2 separate regions of the Arachis hypogaea genome follow, and region 1 is linked to region 2. The links are chromatin contacts, called in public Hi-C maps. All regions are on one chromosome and are shown on one strand. Each heading gives the region's core, a stretch centred on a gene start, on an enhancer-like site or on the middle of the called end of the contact. The rest is flanking DNA. Distances are from core to core; before and after follow the strand shown.

Region 1 (6,064 bases), core at 1,965-4,464, 84 kb before region 2:
TATTAGTTGTATAGACTCCATTTGGTGGGTCCATCATTTCTTGTTATTGATGCTGAGCATATGTGCTGTAGGTCTTGAGTTGCTTATTGGGCTGCTTGGTTCATCCAGCCCTAAGCAGCAACTAGAGGGGGCTGTTGCTTTGTTTAAGGTGGCTAACAAAGCTATGACTCTGTCTCCTGTCGATGCCGCTCCTCCTTCTCCAACACCCCAGGTAGTCTTATATAGAAGTCATTTTCCTCAGTCTCTGTAATCGCGCTGCTTAGAGTTACAGAATTTTATTTTATTTTTTCTAGTATTTTCATATAATCTCAACAGGCTGCTTGCATTTGATTATTTTGGTTCTAAACTTTATTTCTGTTTGTTTTTTATTGAGGATAGATGGTATTGATTAGATTCAACTTGAGGTTGAAATTTTTAATACATGTATTTTTGTATTGGGCATGTGAACTTTTGATATTTATTCTGTATAAAGATGATTTGAATACCTTAGCGATGGGGTCTAGTTATAACTTAGAACCTTGGTCCAGATCTACTGCCTCTATTTCTTGTCTAAATAATTTAGAATAAGATGCTTCTAGAAGTTAGAATCTGAGATCATATACTTTTCTTCCTTTTGCAGGTCTATTTAGGAGAGCAATATGTCAACAATTCTACCTTGTCCGATGTAACATTTTTGGTTGAAGGTTGATTCTTTTCATCCATGCTGCATCTTTCTTGAAACTATTGCTTGAAAAATAACTTGATGGAATGTGGTGCTGTAGATTCATTGGTATTTGTAGTTAACTGCTACTTTCATACTTAACTGCAGGCAAACGGTTTTTTGCTCACAGAATCTGCCTGCTTGCATCTTCAGATGCATTTCGTGCAATGTTTGATGGTGGTTACAGGGTGAGCTTATATTGATCTCTACTAGCAAGCCATGTATCTTATCCTTCCCCAACTCTGGACAATACTCCCAAGATATAAAGAAACCAAAAGCATGCACTCTCTCTCCTCAGTATTACAAATTTTTTTGTCCAAGAAAAGAAAACACTGTTATTGACCCACATGATTTTCACGAGACTTTATTCTCATATTAAAATTAGTTGAAAACTTTAGCTGGAGATTTGGCTAAGCTTATTTTTTTAGCAGGAAGTTATAGATTTACGTACATGACATGCAAATGTTTTATTCATGGCAGGAGAAGGATGCAAGAGATATTGAGATTCCAAATATTAGATGGGAGGTCTTTGAACTGATGATGAGGTCAAATATGTGCTTTGCTCTGTGTTTTATGGTCATGATGTGTTTTATTGAAAAATTAAATCTTAATTGTTTAATCTTGGTCCAGATTTATATATACTGGGTCAGTTGATGTCACTCTTGATATTGCCCAAGATCTACTTCGAGCGGCTGATCAGTATCTTTTAGAGGGACTTAAGAGACATTGTGAATACACCATTGCACAGGTCAGACTTGATATCTATAATTGGATTTGTTGCACACACACATCTAGTGTATTGCACTATAACTTAACTAATATTCCACTGGAAGGTAGGTCTCTCTTGACTTTTGTTTTTTTGTCTCAGGATATATCACTAGAGAACGTGTCAAGTATGTACGAACTTTCAGAAGCTTTTAATGCTATATCATTAAGGCACGCATGCATCCTTTTTATCCTGGAGCAATTTGATAAACTGAGTGCAAGGCCAGGGTATCTACCTAACTCCTTCCAATCCTTTGCTCTCTTTTTTTCCCCCCCTAGGTATTCCTTCCTCTTAGTGGTTGACACTTACCATAAACCAATAGATAGGGTTAATCTGGATTAAACATATAGATGTTAAGAATCATGTTTGAGACTTCTAGGTTCTATGGCTACTATGTTGCGAGTTTGTTAAATATATATTTTTCTTCTTCTTGACTTGTGTTTAGGTAGGATTTGACAGTAAAACTAGAACTTCTGTTGAAATAAGCTGGATAAGTGTTGGCCGGTCAATTATAGCAATGGGTGTCTGGAAACTAGTTGCGGACTTACTGTCAAATTCTTTCTCTATAAAAGTTGGAAAAATTGCTGCCGTATATATATATATATATATATATATATATATATATATATATTCATTGATATTCACATTTTCTATCGCATTGCATATGCCATAATTCTTGAGATTCTTAAATTTCTGTTTGCACCAACTATTTGCAGACACACACTTCTGATTCAGCGGATAACTCCAGAGATCCGGAATTACTTTGTTAAAGCTCTTACCAAGGCCAATTCCAACACCCAGCTGTAGTATGTGTTGTTCTACTATTGACATCTAACCGATTGTAATGTACAGAATGTGGTAGATGTTCTTCTTTTCGTTGAAACCAGCAAAAGAGGTCTCCCATTTTCGTTGCAGCATTGCTTAGAGAAATATCTAACACGGCCATGCATGTTCGTTTCTGATGTAGTGTAAGTCCCTGTTGGTTGTAACGTCATTGTTATAGATGTAGCAGATATGACCTTCACGAACATTGTTTTTTCTCATGCAATATTGTGATGGTTATGGCTTCATAGTTCTCTTTCCCGATTGATTTTGCATTACGATTGTTATGATTGTAGGTTTGCCCAAGCACTTGATGTATATATAGCATTTAGTTAGTTGTCTGCAAGAGGTTGTCTGGGTGGATAATTTACATCGTACGAAGTCATTAAATCTTGTCTTCGTACTTGGATATGTTGTATATGTTGCAAATACTGTTAGAAGATAGACTCTGAGAGAGAGAGAGAGAGAGAGAGAGAAAAGATTAATTGCTTGGAATGGAAGCAACAAGCTTAGCTTTGATCATGGAGCTTTCAACTATATACAACAAACTGTTATAACTAACGCTGCATCCTAACAGTAACAGAAAACTAACTTCTTATCTTAACTGGTTGAGTTAGTCCCTTTATACATCAACCTAATAAATGCAATTAAGTGAATCAGTAAGCTAATATCTAATAAATACTTCTCTGTAAGGGCTAGATTACAATACATGTTAAATGCTTGTACCAGGGCATGCTATTTTTTTATTTGGTCAGATATTACCAGGGCATGTTAAGTGTTTCTGAAATCGGTCTGCCTTTCTTATTTCATCATGATGCTTGACGATAATAAGCTTCTCTTTTTTTGTTTGGACAGGGCTTGACGATAATAAGCTAACCCTTTAAAAAACTAGCATGAATCTAATATCTGGTTGGAATTCCTATGATCCACGGGCCTTGCCCACAGTGATTTGGTTTCAGCGATAAAAAAAATGCTTGCCAAGTGCCAACAACATATTTTAATTCTAAGAATAGAATAATTCAAAATTATTTTATTTATTTATTTATTTATTGTCCCTCAAATTTTTGTTCTCTATTGTAATAAAGCATTTCTTTAACTATTCTATATTTCAATAATAATTGTTAATTTTCCTATTATGGAGTGAATTTGTTATACTTCATATGGAGATCTTATTACCCATTAATTTTGGAAAAAAAAACTATGATGCACGGATATTGATATGGACACGGGACACAATACGACACAAAACACGAGACACATGGATATATGAATTTTAAAATCTTATAAAACACGGAAACACGATATACACACATAATAGAGTAAATAGTTATTTTTGACTATGAAAGATTTGAAGTTTGAACGCTGACAAAACTGACCATGAAAAATTAAAATAAAAATTATACCCGTATAAGATAAGTTCTGTTTGACAAAAATAACCAATAATTAATTTTTTGTTAATAATTCTGTAAATACCCCTCTCCTTTGCTCTCCCTTTCTCATCTTCCTTCCATAACCACCATCACTTCCACTGCAAAATCCACTGGCCTACTAGATATACACACCATTAACAATCCATGGAATTGGAGAGCGAGAAGTGGAAAAATACACTACAAGAAAAAACGTTGAATACCATCGGGTTTAGCGTTGGCTTTATTGGTGGATTTACCGGTGGTTTAGGTGTCAAATTTGTCAGGTCAAATCATTACCGGTAGATTTTCTTTTTCGACGGTAAATTCACCGGTAATAATTGGAGGAACAAAGGAAAAAATAGGCGTGAAATTTAACATGGAATTTACTGGCAGAAAAATTAGCCGGTAAACCCAATTAGTGGAACGCTGCATTTTGGTGGCTCGCAATACGGTACTGTCGAATTTATCACTTGCCCTAAATTCAAAATGCAAACCTTTTCCCTTCATTTTCGAAACTCTCTCTCTCTCTCTCTCTCTCTCTCTCTCTCTCTCTCTCTCTCTCTCTCTCTCTCTCTCTCTCTCTCTCTCTCTCTCTCTCTAACCTTCTCCTCTATCTTTCTCTATTCTCTCTACCTCTAGCATACCTTTTGGCCACCCTCTGCCAGTACCTGCCATCTGCATTCTTCTTCAAAGACTTCATGGACTTGCCTTGATCTTGTTTTGTTGCCTGAAACAGAGCTTCTCCCTCTGTCTTTGCCGTCGTTGGTACCGCTGCCGTTGCTGCATCTTCTGTCGCCCGAGCTACGTCTCTCCTCCCTCTTCTAGGTAGGTTGCCCTCATCTCTCTCCATATTCTATCATCATTTTTACTTCATTTTAAATAAGAAAAATCTAACCCCTTTTTAAATCTTAATCCTAACCCTGTTTTTACTTTTTTCAGTTGGCTTTATTTTATTAATGCGTGTTTCTGTTTTTTTCCTTATTATTATCATAATAAATTTCATTTTAGTGTTCTTATTCATTGACATGAATCTAAGTAAGCTATTTGTGTGCTGTGGCTTTTTGGGCAGCTCATCATCCTAATATTAATGTTGCTGTTGAGTTGCTTAGATATGCTTTTTTTTGTCATTTTTATTAACTATTTGCTTATTTGATTATTCTAATTTAGTTGTGTTAAGTTTTTTTTGGTCTATTTCTAAATGTTGTATAGGTATCGTTGAATTGAATATTGAACCATTTGTTGAAGATGAGGGTACTGGCGAGTTGTAATATGTTCAGGTAAATGGTATGTAATAATACTCAATATGTTAGGTTTTTTAGTTCAATTGACAATTGAAATTTTGGATATGGAAAGATATATGAATGGTTCTTTGTTGCTATTGAATTATGTTATTTATGTGAAAAAAGTTGAATTGATATTATTTTGTTGACGGAGTTAAATAAATTGTTGATAATTTATTTTTAGCATACTGTTTCAGGAAATGTTCATGTTACTTTAGTTTGGAATTCAAGAAATAAAAATTCACCTAATTCAGACAAATGTGAGCTTGTTGCTTTCTTTTTTTTTTAAATGACATAAGTTAATGTTGCTATAAAGATTAACATTGAACATTAATTTATTCCACATTTGTATGTGGTCACTATTAGATCTTGAAACACTACTTGATTAGTGACTCCTTCATTAGTGACTCCTTCATTTGCAGAAGAACAATTGCATATGAGTAATAATATAATATCACAAAGTTAGTAAATTAGATATAGAAAAAGAATTAAATAAAAAAAACATATTCATGATGCCTTATTTTAATCCTCCTACATACAGTTCATACTATTACTTACTAGAGAGTAAGTTAAGGAGAGAAATGAAACTTTATTTGGTTGGAAAGAAATAAAATAGAAGTTTTTGATTTTCTTTTTTATATTAGAATATAAGTGTGATTTAGTGCTGTTGTTTGGTGTTAAGATTGCAAAAAAAAAGTTATCATTTAAGGAAGTGTTGTCATTTATTTTTTTTTTAAAAAAATTTAAATTTAAGTTTACTGTTGAATTTATCGGAGATTAATCCGACAGTAAATAATTACCGACGAAGTTTATACCGTCAAATTTTCTTAGTAAATCTACCAGTAAATCCGATGATATTCAATATTTTTTTGTAATGATAATACTAATAACAATTCCTTTTCTTTTAGGACTCTAGAACAAAAGCAACAAATACATATCGGTGATCAATAATCATCCAAAATCAAATACAACGAAAATCTCCATGGAAGTTCAAGGCATCTATTTCCGATTTGTTACCACTTATTGAGTCATCATACCAACCAGCTTCTCCATAATTCTTTAGCATCAACATTATATCATTTACTAG
Region 2 (5,653 bases), core at 2,106-4,605:
AAAATCAAGTTTTTATAAAAATCTCCAAAACCTCTATTTTACCAACAACCTCAACTCAAACCAATGTTTTACACTCCAAGACAACATTAAACACTTTCAACACAGTTTTCCAATTAATCCATACCTTCTACAACATACCAATTCTTAATCTCAGCAATTCCATTCCAAAAATTCTCAATCAGAATAATGCAATTCATCAATACCTCAATAATTATAACTCAAAGTCATCATTCTCATCAATCATCATCTCAAACTTATAGCAAACTCAATATTTCACCAAAACTACTAACATTATTAATCTCACAATATTCAACCTATCTTATGGTCAACTAGTCTATGTTTTCACGAAACATTATATATTATCTACGAGAAACCAAAACCATACCTTAGCCGATTCCTCCCTAAGCCCAGAACACCTCAATTATCCACCATTCCTCAAGCTCCAAAGCTCTAACTCCTCACCAATTGAATTTTCAGCTCCCAGGATTCAATTCCCAGCTTCCAATATTCACCAATTTTACTCCGAATCACCCAATTCAATCTAATACAATCCAAATTCACTATAATTAACATAGGATTTGCTAATTAATGATTTATAGAGGGTTAAGTAGTTTCTTACCTTATCCACTCAAAATTGGAGTAAAACCCAACATCTACTGCTAGAGTACTCCTAAACTATCAAAATCACAAAATCTCTCAATACTAAAATCCAAATTTGTGGAAAATGGGGAAACAGAAAACTGGACACACAATAACAAATTCCTTACCAAATTGTTGGGAGTATTTTGCAGAGAGTTCCGAGCCAAACGCATGGCCGCTGACGGCTCATCAATCGGTACTCCGGATTGAAAGTTATAAGAATTTGAAATTGAAAGTGGAATAAGGGGTTAGGGTTTGTTTTTTATTCTCCTCCCCCAAATCAAAGTTCAGCATGCTTCAAATGAAAGAATGAGGAAGAGAAGGCTGAATTCTCATATTTATGGGGTTGACCACCAAAAATGCTCTTGAATTATTTAAACGATGATAAAAATACACTTGAATTTTAATATCGACAAAAATGCCTTCAAATAATTTAAAAACACAACAAAAATACCCGATAGTAAATATATATTTTCAAAAAGTAAATATATATTTTCAAAAAGTACCTTAAAAATTGAAGTTTGATGCAATTTTTTGCAAACATGATTATAAAAATAATATATTATTATATTTAAAATTTGGTAATTTTTTATTATTAAGTATATATATTTTTTATAATTTTTTTGTTAACAACCAATAATACTTTTAAAAAATTACAAAACAATATGTACTTAACAAAAAATCACTAAATTTTAAGAATAATATATTTCATTTTTCTAATCATGCTTGCAAAAAATTGTATCAAAATTCAATCTCTAGTTTATTTTTTGAGAAATATATATTGAATGTTAGTTTTTTTTTGCAAGATTATCTAATATTAAATATATATTTCTCAAAAAATACATTAGAGATTGAATTTTCATACAATTTTTTGTAAATATGATTAGAAAAATGAGATATTATTATTCTTAAAATTTGGTAATTTTTCCATTAAGTAGGTATGTTTTTTGTAATTTTTTTGTTAACAACCAATAATATTTTTAAAAAATCACAAAAACATATATATTTAGAAAAAACCACCAAACTTTAAGAATAATAATATCTCTTTTTTTAATTATTCTTGCAAAAAATCACTTCAAAATTCAATCTTTAAGGCATTTTTTCAAAATATATATTTACTATTGGACATTTTTATCGCATTTTAAAATTATTTAAAGGCATTTTTATCGATAGTAAAATTCAGCTACATTTTTGTCAGCGTTTGAAAAATTTGGGAGCATTTTTGGTAGTTAACCCTATATTTATATGGTGGGCGGTTCAGTCTGTTAGCCCGTTTTTGGGCCAAAAACTTTAAAATTAGTGTCAAAAATTATATTTTAATTATTTCTCCTCTTCTAAATTATCAATTTTAATTTCTTAATTTATTTAATAATAATTAATTTATTGGTTAACTACTTATTAATTACCCGGAGTTTACATCCTATCCCCCTAATAAAATTTTTTGTCCTAAAAAATTTTGATCGCTTTACAAAAAGTAAGCGAGAACAGCTCCTCGTTATTTCCATATATAACACCTCACTCGCATCCACGAGATGCTCTTTGATTCTTGTCCACACCAAACAATTGATATTAAGGTGATTAGTTTTAATATCTCAAATTCAATGCTTCGAATATCTAAAAGTATACTCATGAACATTTATGCACTATATATGTCAAGCAGACATCTTAAATAGCATGTACATATAGTCAGAATATGCTCAAAAGTGGTTTATTAAAATTTACACACTACATCAAATCTTAAAGGTATCATTTAACCAATTATAAAATTAGGGCAGAATCTAATAATAGCAACATGAACAAACACGGAGAAAGTGTTTGTTGTTTTGTTTGTTCGGAGAATGAGGAAGAAGATGGGTAGATCTAGTGGAATGGTAGATTTTAAAACTGTGGTGGTGATGGTTTTGAAAGGTGGTGGTGATTTTGGAAGAAAGACAAGAAATGAAGAGAAAAAGAGAAGGGGTATTTATGGAATTATAAATAAAAATTTAACGATTGGTCATTTTTGTTAAACAAAATTTATCTTGTATGGGTATAACTTTAGTTTTAATTTTTTATGATTAGTTTTGTCAGCGTTCAAATCTTTCATGGTCAGAAATGACTATTTACTCTAGAAAATATAAAGTATTTTTTGATAAAAAATAATGATATTTTGATATTTTATTGATATTATAATATAAAATAAATTTTTAATGTCTTTTTTAATTATATAAAATATTTAAAATATTTTTTATTTTAATAAATAATAATATATATTATTTCTAAACTTATTTCAAGAATACATGTTAATAATATGACTGAACACGCTGACAGATGATGTTATTTATGTGTGCTCAAGTGTGTTCGGTGAAAACTTTTCTATTTTTTATTAAGACGCGTTTAAATACAATAAACACGCATATCGAATAAATGTTGTGTTCAAAATGTATCCGAGATGCGAACATGATAATTTAGCAAAGTATCTATATTTTATAGAAAAAAAAAAGAGAAAAAATAAACAAAAGAAAACAATAGATAAGTATGGTGGGTGAAAGAAGAAAATAATTGACACCATGGAATAAATAACTTTTTTCCTGAAGAAATGACTTAAATTATACAAACAAAAGGTGCAAATTGTATTGTATAATACAAAGGAGACAATGAAATTAATGTAGCCAAAATAAATAGTTCAGCTTACACTGAATAAAAGTATCGACATTAAAAGTTGTTTTTTATTTTTTATGTTTTTTAAAAAAGACAAATTGGACTGCACCCAGCGACCAAGGAAAATCCGGCAGTTATATATAATATGAGATTGGTACTAATATTATAGAATTTAGATCTTTTAAATTTTAAATTTTTATTTTAGAACCTAAAACGTGATCTTTTATTTTTGAATAATTTTTTTTTATTTTTTTTATTTTTTATGGGTATCATCCTATAAAATAAATAGTAAAAGATCATATTTTATTCTTAAAAAAAATTCAAAATTTAGAGGATGTTAATCTAATATTTTGATCTGGCTTAGGATTTGCCGATGATGGCATGTAGCTTCACCTTGGCTTTATTGAAAATTATGGATTCAAATCGCTGTAGTAGTTTGCTGTCACAAATCACAAGGACAAGCATTTCTCTTTTATTTTCATTTTTAAGTGCTCTAGATGAAGATGAGAGTCATTATATATGTCCGCACTCCACATTTGACGTTTTAAGCATACATGAATTACATAAACGTTAAGAAGTATTTCCCCATCTTCTCTTTATATTTTATTTGATCATCACTTCAATTTCATTCTCGCACAGAAGAAAAGAATAAATAGACCTCTCCTCTCTTTCTGTGTGTGTCTCAAACATGGCTTCATCTACGACCAACAACAGCAAAGAGATAGCCGCAGAGATTCCCACTGTGGTGAGGGTGTACAAGGATGGCACCGTGGAACGCCTCAGAGAATCCCCGTTTGTGCCACCCTCCCTTGACGACCCACAACTCACTGTCTCCTCCAAAGACACACTCATCTCACACGAACCCTCCATCTCCGCTCGCCTTTACCTTCCAAAACACACTCACAACAACAAACTCCCCATCTTGGTCTACTTCCATGGCGGTGGATTCTTATTTGAATCCGCTTTCTCTCAATCCTACCACTCCCACTTCAACTGCTTTGTCTCCCAAGTTGATGTCATAGTTGTCTCTGTAGAATACAGGCTCGCACCGGAACACCCTCTCCCAGCAGCATATCATGACTGTTGGGCTTCTCTTCAATGGGTTGCCGCTCATTATTCCTCTCCAAACCCACCCAACAAGGAGCCATGGTTGATCAACCACGGTGACTTCAGCAGAGTTTTCCTAGGAGGTGATAGCGCTGGCGGGAACATCGTTCACAACATGCTTATGCGTGCTGGCTCTGAGACTTTACCTGCTTCTGTCAAAGTGTTGGGTGCTTTTCTTTCCCATCCATTCTTCTATGGTTCACAACCGATCGGGTCAGAACAGGCTATTGCTACCCCCGACTACATGCTTAAAGTTTGGAACTTCGTGTTCCCTTGTGCCCCTGGTGGGATTGATTGCCCTATGATCAATCCAATGGCTGATGGGGCACCAACCTTGGCTGGACTTGGATGCTCTAAGATGCTGATCTGTGTTGCCGGCAAAGACAAGTTAAGGGACAGAGGAATTTGGTACTACGATGCTGTCAAGAATAGTGGCTGGCTTGGAGAATTGGATCTTTACGAGGAGACTCAAGAGGACCATGTTTATCATATCCACAATCCTCAATCTCACGCTGCCTTCAATTTCGTCAAACGCTTGTCCTCTTTCCTTCTTGGATAGAATATAGATCGATCAAGTCAATAAAGAATATGAATTACGGTGCCGTCTGTGGGGGGGCTACACTAATTCGCTGGCTATAGTAGCTATAAATGGACAGCCAATTGAATTGAGACATGTGACCAAAGGGATTGTTTCACCTGCTTAGTTTTGGTTTTTAAATATAACTGTTAAAGTAATTATCATAAAACTTGATGCAACTCACTTTATCAATAAGGTTTATTTTTTTCAATAGCAATTATATCATTCTTTAATCGACTTGGATTAATCGCATCATCAAATCACTCATTTGTTTAACGGGCCTGCTACACATACAAGCCTACAAGCATACAAGTTGGCCCAACTCAAAGAGAACTCACGCGCATGAAAAGAGATAACATGGCGCGTCAAAATCACGCACTCAACACTCGAACGGTTACGTATGGCAGACTCTTCCACTTCTTCCACTTCTTCCATTTCTCAAGGCGCTTTGAAAACAAGGAAACCCTCCCATTTTCGAGCGAAAATCAAAGTTCAAAATATAGAAATCGTTGTTCGAAAATTCCATCAAAACACCATCAAACTCTCCGTGAAGAATCTGAAGAAAAAACAAAGCAACAATACTCAACGTAAGTCCATTAAGATTCCTGTATATTTTACTTTTTCTTCTACGTCGTTCTTCTAGGGATTACTATTATTCTTGCTTCTTTGTTACACTGTTCTAAGTTCTAC

What was found. Hi-C and Micro-C count contacts between places; a contact is called where the count stands out from the background.
Region 1: a contact with region 2 is called in a Hi-C map of leaf, with 2.4 times the contacts expected there. The contact joins the enhancer-like site here to the promoter of LOC112801251 in region 2. A contact is called at or near these places in 2 of 8 Hi-C or Micro-C datasets (both in leaf).

What each region holds. Positions count from the first base shown.
Region 1 is chr5:37,263,956-37,270,019 of arahy.Tifrunner.gnm2.J5K5, reverse strand. It overlaps LOC112801252 (ARM REPEAT PROTEIN INTERACTING WITH ABF2), which reads left to right. Exons shown (of 20, transcript XR_011882001.1): 13 at 72-211; 14 at 620-683; 15 at 809-888; 16 at 1,181-1,245; 17 at 1,331-1,448; 18 at 1,569-1,693; 19 at 2,183-2,434; 20 at 3,144-3,421. Among protein-coding and RNA genes, the nearest start is that of LOC112801252, 7.8 kb to the left of the region's middle. Within about 2 kb of position 3,214, at least 1 of the 3 cell types and tissues checked has open chromatin away from gene starts, as enhancers often do.
Region 2 is chr5:37,180,124-37,185,776 of arahy.Tifrunner.gnm2.J5K5, reverse strand. It overlaps LOC112801251 (2-hydroxyisoflavanone dehydratase), which reads left to right and starts at 3,355. Exons shown (of 1, transcript XM_025843884.3): 1 at 3,355-5,174. The coding sequence starts at 3,968. The coding sequence ends at 4,945.